2 separate regions of the Rattus norvegicus genome follow, and region 1 is linked to region 2. The links are chromatin contacts, called in public Hi-C maps. All regions are on one chromosome and are shown on one strand. Each heading gives the region's core, a stretch centred on a gene start, on an enhancer-like site or on the middle of the called end of the contact. The rest is flanking DNA. Distances are from core to core; before and after follow the strand shown.

The links. A called contact is a pair of places that touch in the nucleus more often than the background predicts.
Region 1: a contact with region 2 is called in a Hi-C map of frontal cortex, with 2.7 times the contacts expected there. The contact joins the promoter of LOC134479342 here to the enhancer-like site in region 2. A contact is called at or near these places in 2 of 12 Hi-C or Micro-C datasets (frontal cortex and prefrontal cortex).

Annotation. Positions count from the first base shown.
Region 1 is chr6:42,647,403-42,650,342 of GRCr8, reverse strand. It overlaps LOC134479342, which reads right to left and starts at 1,608. Exons shown (of 4, transcript XM_063262745.1): 1 at 1-1,608. The coding sequence starts at 85. It overlaps Lratd1 (LRAT domain containing 1), which reads left to right. Exons shown (of 4, transcript NM_001127299.1): 2 at 1-32; 3 at 104-202; 4 at 677-2,940. The coding sequence starts at 155. The coding sequence ends at 1,591.
Region 2 is chr6:42,368,934-42,371,861 of GRCr8, reverse strand. No RefSeq gene overlaps it. Among named protein-coding and RNA genes, the nearest start is that of Lratd1, 280 kb to the left of the region's middle. Within about 2 kb of position 1,296, at least 16 of the 93 cell types and tissues checked have an H3K27ac peak or open chromatin away from gene starts, as enhancers often do. A contact at or near this core is called in prefrontal cortex, where this site is marked.

The sequences.
Region 1 (2,940 bases), core at 359-2,858, 280 kb before region 2:
GTCCGGAATTGTGTAGGAATTGGGGGTAGATAGTGCCAGTGTGTGGTCTCCAAGATGTTTCATTGTGGGTGTATGACATTAGCATTGTGGGTGTATGTACCAGCTTGTCAGTGTCTGGACTCCAAGTGTGCAAAATGTTGCTGATGTCAATTGAATGCCTGCAAACCAGTCTGTCATTGTGCAAGGCGCTGTAAGGGATGGGGTGTGACCCAGTCCAAAACGAGTAGGTGGGCTGCAGAGGATGGCGACCACAATGAGCTCAGCTTGCTCTAGCTTCGGTCCTTGGGGCTTCTCTTGACACTCTTCTCTTCCTTCTGGGTAACCATCTCCTACCCTGCCACAACCTGCGCTCTCTTCGCCCACTTGAACCTTACATGCTCTCTAGCCCGCCTGCGGTTTCTCCTGTGGAAGTTACGGGGCAGGGTTCCTGGGCAGAGTCAGAGGCTGGCTGAGCTGGTATAGTGTCTGCTCTGGCCCCTGAGACTGGTGCTTTCTTCTGTCCCCCCCCCCTCCCTTTTTTCCCCCAGGGAGTATCTGCAAAGTTGGCTGTTGCAGGCGACTTCAGTGCCGGTGATTAGACAAGCTGCAGGCACTTGGGGAACTGAACTCCTTGGGCAGGGGACACCAGGAGGGTCATTCCGGACTCTGATGGTGTCTATCCTCTCTCCCTCGGCAGATCTCAGTTCCTGGCCCTGGCCTCGCCGCGTCATTGATGGGCAACCAACTGGATCGCATCACCCACCTCAACTACAGCGAGTTGCCCACTGGGGACCCATCTGGGATTGAGAAGGACGAGCTGCGAGTCGGGGTTGCCTACTTCTTCTCGGATGAGGAGGAGGACCTGGACGAACGCGGGCAGCCGGACAAGTTTGGTGTGAAGGGCCCTCCAGGTTGTAGCCCTTGCCCAGAGAGCCCCAGCCGCCACCATCACCACCTGCTGCACCAGCTCGTCCTCAACGAGACTCAGTTCTCCGCCTTCCGAGGCCAGGAATGCATCTTTTCCAAAGTGACCGGCGGCCCTCAGGGCGCCGACTTGAGTGTATACGCGGTCACTGCGCTGCCCGCGATCTGCGAGCCGGGCGATCTGCTAGAGCTCTTGTGGCTACAGCCGGCGACCGAGCAGCCCGCGCCAGCCCCTCACTGGGCCGTCTACGTGGGCGGCGGGCAGATCATCCACCTGCACCAAGGCGAGATCCGCCAGGACAGCCTGTACCAGGCGGGCGCGGCCAACGTGGGCCGGGTGGTGAATAGCTGGTACCGCTACCGCCCGCTGGTGGCCGAGTTGGTGGTGCAGAACGCCTGTGGCCACCTGGGCCTCAAGAGCGAGGAGATCTGCTGGACGAACTCCGAGAGCTTCGCTGCCTGGTGCCGCTTTGGAAAGCGCGAGTTCAAGGCTGGAGGGGAGGTTCCCGCAGGAACGCAGCCTCCGCAACAGCAGTATTATCTCAAGGTGCATCTAGAGGAGAACAAAGTCCATACGGCTCGGTTCCACAGCCTGGAGGACCTCATCCGCGAGAAGCGTCGCATAGACGCCAGTGGCCGCCTTCGAGTGCTTCAGGAGCTTGAGGACTTTGTGGATGACAAGGAGTAGCCTCCGAGGGACCGCCCGGCGCGCCAGTTCCCACGCCCGGAGCTCCCTTCCAGTCCCCGCAGTTCTGCACTCCACGCCCCCCTAACGCGCCCGCCCAGGACCAGCGTCTAGAAGCTTCAAGAACTAACCAACCCCCGCACTGGGCGAGCGCAGCTGCACACCCCTAAGACAGCCCGGGTGTTGGTGACCGTGCCAGGGTAACCCAGCCTGCACCTCTCCCCTGGGTTGTGAAGGGAAAGAGGGAGTGGGCAAAAGGGGAGCAAGGACACTACCTTTCCAGCGAGCCAAGGGTCAGTGACTCTTCAGCAGACAGGGCAAATATCCTTAGTCACAGGGAACCGTCACCACTATCCCCAGATGCGCACACACAGACCAGACGGAGGTGAGAATTAGTCTTTTGGGGACACAATTCAACTCCCGAGTGGAGAGTGGTGTGTCCTGGGATATCAGAATTCCCATGAAACCGAGCCTGTCTCTGTGTACTTGGGAGCACTTCAGGGACTCCAGGTTACCCTGAGGCTGCCCAGCACTGTCCTGCAGCTCTCCAGCCCCAGAGTCTCCTGACAAAGCATTCCAGGCTTCCGGCTGAGCTAGATAGGTTTGGCTTCCCGTTTGTACAACTGGAAGTAGATGCCATCCCCGGCTTGACCAACACTTGCCAGAAAGAAAGCCTTCTGGGTCCCGGGAGGAAAATGGCTGAAGCACTTCTTTGGGAGAGGAGGGCTTGCCGGCTCCGGAAAAGGAGCTAATTCACCTGGTGTGTGGGCACTTGAACTTAGGAAGGAGGAGGCTTTTTGCCCATGATTGCTTCCCTCCTCACTCACAGAGTCCTGTTTTCTGAGGGACTGAAGAAGAGGGAGGCAGGGAAGATCTACAACATTCCAGAAACCAGCATTAGGACAGCCTAGCCAGTGTCTTTAGTTTGGCTTTTCCTAACCAGAAGATCTTAGAAGGCGGGGGGAGGTGGAGATTGTTTGTAAAATGAAACAGCAGTTTTCCAACGATATCAACAAAGCCTACAGTGTCGACGCTTCTCTTGATCATTTTTAGCAACATGCTAATGAAATTTCAAATTGAAATTTTTATTTTCATGGCTTTAATCCATGATAGCTTAAATACCGGGGGCCATTAGGAGTGGAATTTAGCTAAGACCTTAGCTGACATTGCTTTCACTCTGGTTTTTCTCAACTCTTATGAGAATTCTGTTTGGGGGATATTATAGTTATTACTTTTTTTTTCCTGGCTTTACAAAGCAGGCCTGCAACGGTGGAGCTGTTCATTAGTGTGTATATTATACTGAATTTTTGTCAGTTCAAGGGTCTGCTGCTTTGGTGAAAATTGCTAGCAAG
Region 2 (2,928 bases), core at 47-2,546:
CTAAAGTATGTGTTCCACAAACAGGAGAAAGTAAGCCAAGCAATAAGAGTATGTAGGATCCAGAAAACAGGGAATCATACAAAAGTATGTCCCTGATGAGTGGAAGGTAAGTCCACCAATGTCAGAGATGTATCTAAACTGGAGCGGGCATACGTGCAGCCAGGAACAGGGCTGGAACCCATAACTACTATGCTTGACTCCCTGTAAAATTTAAGAATTAAGAATGGCTAACAGTCACTCCATAGCAAAGTTAGCAATAGAAGAGAGTCATGATGAACTCAAAGAAAAGTTGGAAATTGTATGAATAAAAATGACACGTAGAAAGTTATATAGATCCTCTTAGAGCAGTGTTACATAAGACTAAAAGATTTTAACAGTGAAGGTGGATTTAACACAAGCCTGGAATGTGTGACACTGAGGCAAGCAGAGGAGAGAGGTTGAATGCTATAAGCACAGAGAGGAGACATGAGACTGCTAAACCCTTTATTTCACACGAGAAAGTCAATGTGCAATATATCACTTAACAGAAAAAAAAAACATGGAATGGTAAGTACATTATATAGAAATAAGGAAAGAAATTCTAAAATAAGTATCCAATACAGTGAAAAGAAGCTCATTCTCGGAGGCAGATCTTAGGGCATGGCGGAGGGAAATGAGGAACTGCTGTGTGACTTTGTTGCTAGACGCATTGCTTTTATTGTTGTACTACGTAAATATTAATTTGGTAAGAAGTTATATGCTAAGAATAGAAAAAGAAAACCAAAAAACAAACAAACAAACCTCAACTCTCTTTTACCAGACAAACAAACAAACAAACAAACAACACAATGGTGGTAGAAAAAGTTGTTCTAGAAATCACTAATGCCATAGTGTAAGTTAAAGGAATTGGCCTTTCTATCTAAGTCTCAACAGTGTAATGAGTGAGGATTTCCCACAAGGCTTTACGACACGTGTGGGGAGGGGGTTTACCTCATCCTGACCCTCCAAGGTGTCAGACATCCTTCTTCAGCTCAGCTAAGATGCTGTGCTGTATGCTAATAATACCAACATTCATTATATTCTCAATATCAAGCTTTTTAAGCTTGATCATATAGTGTTTGAAATTAAAGAGCAGTTTTATTCTGTTTCTCGTGGCAATACAATCTTTTCCTTAGTCATTCTCCTTCCTATCCTCCTACACAGAACACATTTTCCTCAGCATTCTGGGGGAGGTTCACAGCATATATCTGGAAGCTCATCCTGAGCACCACAAACCAATTAGCTGCTAAGAAAAGCTCTGCGGAGTGCTCTCGCCACTTCTTTTGACTCAGATCTTGTGTGAGAATCGCAACGCGTCACACAGGGACTGTGTGACTGTTCATCAGTACTGCAGCAGCCACAGCAGCCACCACTATCTTCCCGATCTCGCAGGCCCTCAGTTAGGGGGTGGGAGGTCTCCAGCCGGGCCTGTCGGTCAGCAGAATCTTCAGACCCTTGAGGAGGTGGAGGATAATGTACCACAGTATGCTCCTGTCCTTCGCTGTACATGACAACACTGCGGACAATGTATAAGCATTTTACCTCAGAGGTTCTGTGTTGTTATACAACTTCACAAAATTCATACACACATAAATAAAAGGTTCAGAGATTTGTAAGCCCTGATCGGAAGTTTCTGTGGTACGCAGGGAAGTGGACTTGGACCTTGCAAATCATGTGACTCCCAAGTGCCTGAATGTATCCTCCTTCCCCTCGTCCCTCCCAAGCAGAAACCTAGACCTCTGTGAAGGAAATTGGCCTGATATCATTCAACTAGCAGTGACCAGAATTGTTGTGCTCAGAAGTGAGCCACAATAGGCCACTTAACCTTAACTCATCAATTCAACAAACAAGAGTTAAAAGAAAGAAATGGGAGTATATTTATGTGAACACATTTGGAAGAGGGAAGAGAGGAGCAGTGACACACACACCCCCATCAATCTTTGGTATTAAAATTTGAAGTTTAGGTCCAAATAAAGAGTCAGAGTATTTATAACTAAGCCGTCTTTGTCAAGGTGTCACCCCACCTATCATCGCAGCACGGTCTCTCCTGCAAAGTGATATAACAAGTTGTCAGAGCTGCGTGAAATCCTTTTTCCAGGAGATAGCTCCCCTTCAGGTAGATACAAGAGCCTCAGGTTTTTCCTTCGCTAGCATGACACTCCTGGGGAAAGTTCGCTTTGGGGATCCCCGGTTCCGGTAGTCTGATAGTCAAGCCCCGGGGCACAAGCGTCTGGTGTGACTGTCTCCATTGCTGCCAGGATGGTGATAAAATGGAAAGGGACTTCTGAGTGCGAGCTCAGTTTTCTCCGTTGTCTTTTTCAGTCTTTCATACTTCCGGCCCTTTCCTACTTATGGAAACTAAAAATGGAGTCCATTCTGGAGAGTTATGGAGATGTTATCATGCTGCATTTTCCCCAAGGAAAGAAGTTTGATAAATTATTTAAATATCCACTTTTCTCCACTAAAATGTACACTATGTTTTTTTTTCTAAGTAAAATGTGGAATCCCTTATTTTACCGAGCCGTTTATGTGCACCATTTTTCTTCTTAAGAGCATCTCTTCTCCCGTATCCACTGCTTTAGAAACCCCTGGAGATGTAATGAGATATTGATTGCCCCCGCTCTTGTCTCCACCCTAGTTTAATGATTCCACAACTTCAGAATAATTTTTGTTCAGGAAGCACAAATTCAGAAATAGCTACTACAATTTTTTAAGCTAGCATGTGACATTGGGGCTCAAAATCCCTTATCAGTGTTTCAAGACATCAGCTACTGGGTTTGTTTGTTTGCTTGCTTGTTGGTTTGTCTGTATGTTTGGCTTTTGTCTTCTGCAAAAATTTTATAGAAATGGGAAGAATGTTCCATTACAGTAGCTGGGGGTGGGGGAATGTCTCAGTCAAGCCCTTGCTGT